Linked DNA regions of Mus musculus: region 2 is linked to region 1. Evidence: chromatin contacts called from public HiChIP or PLAC-seq data. All regions are on one chromosome and are shown on one strand. The core of a region is the stretch at or near the end of the contact, and the rest is flanking DNA. Distances in the headings are between cores, read along the strand shown. Region 1 has its middle 35 kb from the start of Gm21859. Region 2 holds the start of Litaf (LPS-induced TN factor).

Region 1 (3,961 bases), core at 905-3,404:
GACCCAGGGGACCCTGGGGAGCTGGGAGGTCTGCCGGCTCTGGTGCCTGTTACCTGATACTCCACCTGGCTCCCCAACCTGGCATGTCCCAGCAGCTGCAGCAGCTGCCCCAGCCCTTTGAGCAGAGCAAACTCCACTCCCCACCCCACCCTGGAGCCATTACAGGGAAGCCTGGGTCGACAGGGTGGCTTGTTGGGCTATGACTGAAAGCAGCCTCTGCATTGTTACTGTTCACCTCCTTGTCTGTCCCTAGTCCCCAAAGAAGGAGCTCCTACAGGGGATGCCAGCCAGCCCTTGGCACAGGGACCAATACAGAGTAGTTGCTTGGTAAAGCCAGTGAGTGATGAGGCGTGCCAACTGGCCAGTACTTCCCCACTTCCTGTTCCCACCCTCCCTACCTCTGCCCCTCCTCCCCATCCTCCCCTTCCCTTGCCCACTGTCCCTCTGCCTGTTCTTAGGCCTGGCCCATGGCCTCATGAATGCTAGCCAAGCTCTCTACTACTGAGCCATACACCCCTACCCCAATCCCTGGCCACTGCATTTCCCAACCAGCTGTCAGGCTTGGTTCCAATGTCCTCCTTCTTGTGTCCTGGCCTGCCTTTGTTTACAGAGTGCCTGCTGTCTACAGCCCTTTCCCTGGTGGGAGCACCGTAGTCAAAGACCACTTTAGTTTGTTCTCAAGTGTCTCTTAGATGGTCTCAGCACACAGGAAAGGTCTCTGTTGGGCCAAGGATGAGGCTCAGCAGGTGGGATGCCTAATGTGGATAAGGCCTTGGGCTCCAGCCCCAGCCCCCCATAAGCTATGCATATCTATAACCCTACACTAGGAGGTAGAAACAAGAGGATCAGAAGGCCAACACCAGCCTTAGCTACATAGCTCATTTCAGGCCAGCCTGGGCTACATGAGACCCTGTCTCAATCAACAGCAAGGAAGTGGTGATCGGCCAAGGCAGACCACACATTTCCATGTAACTGAGCTAACAAGGCTCTGTCCCTGCTCCTAAAGACCTCGAGCGTTTTGTAAAACAAGGATTTTTATATAACACTGTGTAATCCCAAAAGCTGGGATGTTTAGTTTCTTAGATACATGGTCTTCTGTAGCCCAGGTTAGAACTTCCTTTTTTGAGTGCTCAGAATACAGGGGTGCACTCTTCATCCCTTATGTCACAGCTCATTTAGCTCTATTGTATTTAGTATTCTTATTTTTTAAAAATAATGAAACTGGGCAAAGACTCCGAGTTGTTTGTGTGCTGGCTAGTAGGCTGGGGAGTCATGATTAAGTCCACAGATCTAACCTCAGAGCCTGTATTCTACAATCATACCTGCTTAGTGCTTTGCCCACTGCCTGGATCTTTCCCTTTCGTCTTTTCTCACTAACTTTCTTTAAAAGTCCTCATGTGTGCTCCCCTGGCATGTCAAGGCAGTCAGTCTGCAGAGCATCATTGTTTGCATTTTTTGATTGTTTGTACTGGATGAGAATTAGCTTAAACATGCTGACAGGGCCTCTGAGCTTGTTGGAAGCAGCATTTTAAAATCATTTAGTTCTTACTTTATTATTTTGTGTGTTTGGGTGTTTTGCCTACAGTGTATATCTGGGTACCATGTGAATGCCTGGTGTCTTCAGAGGCCAGAGAGAACATTGTCTTTCCAGGGACTCAAAAAACTGACAGATTTGAGCCGCTAAGTGGGTGCTGGGACTCAAACCCACGTCCTCCAGATGGGCAGCCAGTGCTCTTAACTGAGTGTCCTCTCCAGTCCTCTTGTTTAGTTTTTACTCGTGATAATAAACTTAATTTTATAATCCAGGTAGACTCAGTGGGGTGGAATAAGGAAACTGTGGACCCCAAAGTATGAGCACCAATTCTTGTTCCTTTCCCTAAGTCTTTATGGTTCTTCTATGGGAGTCTGGAATCTATACTGACAGTCACTCTGCCAGCCCATAAGATGGCACATCACTTCAGTACAGTTTTCAAACCAGTCAATTAATAAAGCAAGCATCCTTATCTGTAAGATCAAATGCCCTAGGCTCAGGAGATCAAAGATCTAGCTGTCAATAACTCAACCCATGGCTAGGAGAGCTGTCCTGGAGCCTGATCTATCACCCCAGCATTGTCCTGTGTAGCACTGCCCTCTGTGGTCATAAGTGGTATCACAACTAGATCCTTGCCTTGAGCCATGAGGTATGTTGCCAGTCTCTGGCCACAGGGCAGGTAGTACCAGGCTGGCCCTAGGTAACACCAGGCTGACCCTATCTGACTCAAGACCCTCATTTCAACAGTTTCTTCACCCCAGGGTCTGTGTGCCCTTTGGGTCTGGGGCTCTGGGAGGCAGAGCCTGGAGCCAGCTGCTACTTGGCTGACGAAGGCATCGCCCCTACACCAGCTCCGGTGCTCCAAGGATGAGACCAAAATCAGCTTTGCCCTAGAGGTGGGGGAGCACTGTTTCCATGTGAGCACCAGCCTGCTAGCTGCTAAGGACAGCCTTGCCAATGTCATCCAGATGCAACAGATCTCACCCCCCAGGTGTGTATGTCTTTCTAGGAAGAAGAGAACTTCATTTGAGGCTTTGCTTCTGGGGTAGGCTCAGAAGGGGGAAAAATGGCTGGAAGAGACACTCAGCTGTATGTCTCACCTCCATAATCGACTAATCATCTCCTAGACCCTAGGTACCGCTCCAGAAGCTGGGATATAGCATAAAACAGAATGGGTGAGCCCTGACTGCCACTGAACATATAATCCAGTGGAGGCAGATGACAAAAAAACCCATATAAGTTCTATATATGAATGATTAGGAGGTCAGGTAGTATCACCGAGGAGGTGACATTTGACCTTATCCTATATGACAAGCAGTCTGGGAAAAGAGCACTCCATGCTAAAAGCCTGGGGTGGAATGAGTCTGAGAACTACAGAAGGCCCTGAACTGGGACAGACAGGCTCTGCAGGAATGGCACGGGGAAGAACACTTTTCGTGTGCCGGGATTGTCAGCCCACACAGACGGCACTATGCTACAAGCACCTTCCTCCCAGGAAATGTCAGGTTTCCATAGCTGCAGTGCTGTAATAGGCCTGCAGGTGATAGCAAGGGGGAATGGCAGCTAGGCAGGAAGGAAAGGTCCCTTACCCAGGGAGGAGCTGGTGGGGATGGCTTTAGACATGCATAGGAAACCTGCGGAGTCATAGCACTAGGGAGTAACTGTGGTGAGTTATAGGATAGCCTGGGCTACACAGGGGGACAGAAAAGGAGGGATGGATACAATGGGAGCTGGCATTCTTACCTCATAGGAAACAGTTCAGAGGCGCACTGCATGTCTGCAGAGCTCATGGGCTCTCTACCCTCTGCTGCTCACAATCTGCCCCACTCCCTGCTCATGCTTAGCATTGTGGTTCTGAAGATGCAGGAAACACTGATCCACACACAGTTCCTTTTTCTTTCTGGGTGTGTCTCTCCTTCCCCACCCCAAGCAGTGCGTGGCTGGGTTCCACACCAGCCACCCCATTCTCTTCCAGCTCAGCACACTTCCCACGGAGCTGGCCCTGAGGACTGTGATCCAGAAAGCACAAAGCACCCACATCCTGTACCAGGTGGTACTGTGGCATGGCAGGGAGGTGGCCCTCAATGGGAGCCTCTCTGAGTCGCTCTCAGAGCCCTTGAGGACCATCCGTCTTCAGGGTGAGTAGCTGACGGGCAAGAGTGGGGTTGGGGTGCTCTGCCGGCTGTGAGTGAGTATCTGCTAGTCCTTGTGTCCAGGGAATCCTCAGGACATAAGATGGTCCAAGACTCAGCCATCAGAGGAGACAGGCAGAGATAAGCAAAATCACAGAGAGGATGGGGCTGCAACCCAGTTGATAGAATTGTTTACCTAGAATGTTCGATCCTCAGCACCTTAAAAAAAGTAGTGAGGGTTTGAGGAAAGATGTCCGCAATCCCAGCCCCTATGAAGTAGAGGCCAGAAGGTCAGGTC
Region 2 (3,961 bases), core at 641-3,140, 110 kb before region 1:
TGTGTCGGCCTTCTTTCACCCTGCACAGTGTTCCCAAGATCTCCGGGCCATGGTGGCAAGCAACAGTAAATTCTTTTGTTAGGTTTGGATACCTCTTACTCTTTGGCACACACATATGGTACTTTACATATCCACTGATCTGTTGACCACTTGGGTTTTTATTTTCTTCAGCTTTGGTGAACAGCAGGGCCCACAGCAGTCTTGTACAGACTTACACGTTGGAACACTTGTTTTCAGTTGTGTGTGCCACCTGGAATCAGAACAGCAGCTGCACCCTCTCACGTGTACCAGCAGTGCACCAGGGAGAGCATTTCTTCCCTTCCCTTCCAACGTTATTACACATAAGCACACATGCACAGATGCGTGTAGACAGGCCAGAGGCCAATGTCACATGACTTTTTCAATTGTTCTCTGTGTTTATTTTTTTAATTAAAAAAAATTTAAGGGAGAGCTTGAACCCAGTCTGTATCCCAACTACTCGTCCCATACCACACATTAAGCATTTGAGGTACCCATGTTTGGGGAAACCCTAGGAACAGCATGTGAGGAATACAATGGATAAGCCTCACCCAGGGAAAAGCAATTACATGACCATAATATGGTATTTCCTTTGCCAGGTGTGCTCCATTATACTTTTTGGTATAGAATCTCAATTGAACCAAGGCTCTCCAGTTCTGTAGTCTGGCTGCCAGCAAACAACAGGGATCTTCCTATCTCTCCCATCCCAGCACCGAAATTACAGAGGAGGATTTAGGAGGCAGGGCCTATCTGCTAAGGGTGGCCATTGAAGGTTAACTCTATTCCTTGTCTCTGATCACTCCCTCTTCTCCAGCCTGGTCTACTGTAATGTGAGTAGCATCGGCATAGCTTCAGCTGCCATAATCTCAACAGCTTTGCCAAATCTTTCCCACGGAGATGGACTGAAACCCTCTCACACTGTGACCCAAAATAAACCTTTTCTTCCTGCAGCCTTTTCTGTCTGCTACTGTGCTCACATTAAAGCAAGGGGATAAAATGTAAGCCATGCATGGTAACATACACTTTTAGCCTCAGCACTAAGGAGACAGAAGCAAGCAGATCTCTGTGAATTCAAGGCCGGGTGGGGCTACACAGTGAAACACTACTGTGAGCTTGTGTGCGCTCACGTGTGCGTGCACCCCCCCACCCCCCCCACACATGTACGTTGTAAGAATGTTTTTTTTTTTTTGTATGTGTGGGATGAGTTGAGACAGGGTCTCATTGTGTATCTGAGGTTGGCTTCAAACTTCCTATGTCTCTCAGATTAGCCACATTTTTTTTGAGAAACTGTTCAGCCGTAAAATGTGCTGGGCTTGTGGCACTATACTCATTTATGGGCCGCTGGGTATGAACCCTGTTTTCATGCATGCTAATGTTAGCCCTCTAACAGCTGAACTGCAGTCTGGCTAGTTTTTGTTTTTTTGAGACTGGTCTCACTATAAAGCCTTAGCTTGCCTGGAACTGTTTTAGATCAGGCCGATCTTGAATATACGCCTCTACCCTCAGTACTGTTCATCATATAATTTTATTCAAATTATAAACTTTCATCAGCTACATAACATACAAATGTTGTCTCCCATTCTGTAGGTTGTCTTTATGCCTTGACTTTGGTGGAGGTGTAGTTGTGGCTGTTAGAAACAAAGAATAATCTCTCCCCTCCCTCTCCCAGGCCTCGCGGCTCCAGAGTCCGCCTCCCGCCCGACCTTTTGGCCCCGCCTCCGCGCGCCCCGCCTCTCGCCAGCCCACTCAGGTCGTAGCTTCATCCCTACTCCTCCTGCCTCAAGGCTGTTACTCCTCCCCTCCTAGACCCCACCCCATCTGGCCCTTTCCAGCAAGCCACGCCCCGAAACATCTCCGCCCCCGGCTCGCCCTGCCTCCCCGGAGCCCTCCCGGCCCGCGCGCGCGGCCAGAGCAGACCTCCCGGCTCGACTGGCGGCGCGGGCAGCGGTGAGTGCGGCCCTGCTGGGTGCCCGGTGGGGAACACCAGATTCGGGGCGCTGGGCACGGGGCGGCAACAGAGGCGAGGGTCGGGCTTTGCCACCTGCCTAGAGTCCCGGGGCACCGCGCTCTCCTTGGGGGGCGAGCAGGGATGTCGTGGGACCCGGGGTGGCGCGCTCTGGGCGGGATTGAGGGCGAGGGGTCCCAGCAGTGCGGTTGTGTTTGGTTCTCAGTCTCGGACTACCCAGCTTCCGTCCGAACCTCACCAAATGATGCCCCTCGGGCTTATAGGAAAAGGCGCGACTTTCTCTAGTAACCTTTAGTATCTAAGTTGCGATTTGGAGAACGCCCCTGTGTGTACTCTGAAAGCAAAAGCGAATAGAGAAAAAGTAGAGTAACTTTCCAGATGCTCTTTAGCTGTTCCGGGCCCACGCGTCTTTTGCTCTTATCCCTGTGAGTTTCACACGGGTTCCCAGACCGGTGCGAGCGTATCGGAGAGCAGGGGAACTTCAGGATCGCGGAGTCTAGAGCCCAGGCGAAGGAGGACGTGACCCCCGCCTGTCCTGCCAGCCCAGTTCTTACTTCCCAGTGGTTTCCAGGTCCGTGTGGGTCTAGACGGTGCTTTTGATCGTCATTCGGTATCGTGCCCCCAGCTTTCCGTTGAGGTTTAAGAGGAAGAGGTGAGGAGAGCATGGGTGTGTTTTAGAAAGGGTCGTTTGGACATTCCCTACCTAATACTTTGTCGGGTTTGTGCTTCCGGAGAGTGAAGCTGATGTCATTCTCTGTTGGACTGAGCGGTAGTCATTGGGAAATAGTTTGTGGAAGTCACGGGGCTCTCTAAGCTCATCCCCTTTTTGCTGTTTTGAGACGGTCTTAGATAGTCCAGGCTAGCATCCCAACTCCATATGTAGCTGAGGCTGGTCCTGGACTTTTCTGCCTCCACAGTGTTGAAATTACAGGGTTGTGCCACTGAGCCGCTCCTCCAGCCTTTTCTGAATTAAACCGTCCTCCCCTGAGTGAGCTGAAGCTGGTTCAGGGACTCCTGGACTCCATATTGGAGTCCTTTGAAGGAAAATCATTTCTACCACTAGGTGCTTGCCTCCTCTTCTGCCCTCCGCTCCAGCCTTCTCAGATTGGCTCTTTTAAAGTAGAACTAATGCAGAGAGAAAGGAGCTGAGTGGTATCACTAATTCCTCCAGCGATTGGCTTTATCAGTTGGATCAGGATCCAGAGGGTGTGTCGCTTGCCTTGCCTGACCTAGAATAACACCCATACTTCATCTTCTCAGCCAATCCTTGTTCTGCCTTCTAAAGGTGTTCAGGCCAGCTCAGAAATATTTGTTGTAGATCTACTTACTGTGGGAGAGGCCCATTGTCCTCCTTCCTATTCCACTAAAGGCATTAATAATGAATGGTTTTATTCCTGCCTGAAAAAATATCCTTATGATAGTTTACTGAATCAAGTGACACAGTGATTGGTATCAGATCCACCCAGTGTCTTGAGTCTCTAAGATACTAGACTCCCTAGATAGTAGCTCCCTTCCTTTGGCGGATACATTCCTTTGTCCATCAATACTTTTATGGCCTGGCCGTAGGAGGGGAAAGGGCTACCCCTTGTCCTTTGAAAATGCTGAAAAAATGGCTCCTGGCCCTAAGTGGCTTATGCTATGGGCGAAAAGCAGGCGTGCTGTTGAAAAGTTCAGAGCTTAGCTCAGAATCCCAGCTTAGGCAATTGGGAGATGTTCCTAGACAGGGAAAGTTGTATGGGAAAGCTGAGGTCTGAGCACACTGCACATAAGCAGAAAGGTCTCAGCAGAGCTGCAGCAGAGGTGTAGACAAGTGCAGGATGGAACACAGTAAGAGCAAAACCTGCTGAGTGGAAGGGGCTGGCCATAGGCAGTTCCTGCTTTCCTGCCTTCCATTTAACCCAGTCATTCCTACTGATGTCGGCCTCACGCTGAAGTGAGAATGGGCAGAACCCCTCCCCCCACTTCAAGTTTTCCTGC

What was found. HiChIP or PLAC-seq counts read pairs in DNA pulled down with a chosen protein or histone mark.
Region 2: a contact with region 1 is called in an H3K4me3 HiChIP or PLAC-seq map of bone marrow-derived macrophages, with 5 times the contacts expected there. The contact joins the promoter of Litaf here to the enhancer-like site in region 1. A contact is called at or near these places in 2 of 39 promoter capture datasets (macrophages and neural stem cells), 4 of 15 datasets of contacts at CTCF or cohesin (CD8 T cells, the NIH/3T3 cell line, large pre-B cells and 1 more), 16 of 484 Hi-C or Micro-C datasets (ECoMG myeloid progenitors, the HL-1 cell line, the HPC-5 cell line and 9 more), 22 of 115 datasets of contacts at active chromatin or transcription factors (the 230-238 cell line, the HPC-7 cell line, the NIH/3T3 cell line and 12 more) and 5 of 9 other capture datasets (adipose tissue, embryonic stem cells, liver and 2 more).

The regions. Positions count from the first base shown.
Region 1 is chr16:10,877,869-10,881,829 of GRCm38.p6, reverse strand. No RefSeq gene overlaps it. Among named protein-coding and RNA genes, the nearest start is that of Gm21859, 35 kb to the left of the region's middle. Within about 2 kb of position 2,154, at least 77 of the 459 cell types and tissues checked have an H3K27ac peak or open chromatin away from gene starts, as enhancers often do. A contact at or near this core is called in ECoMG myeloid progenitors, bone marrow-derived macrophages, craniofacial prominence and 1 more, where this site is marked.
Region 2 is chr16:10,991,050-10,995,010 of GRCm38.p6, reverse strand. Litaf (LPS-induced TN factor) reads left to right here and starts at 1,890. Exons shown (of 4, transcript NM_019980.2): 1 at 1,890-1,965.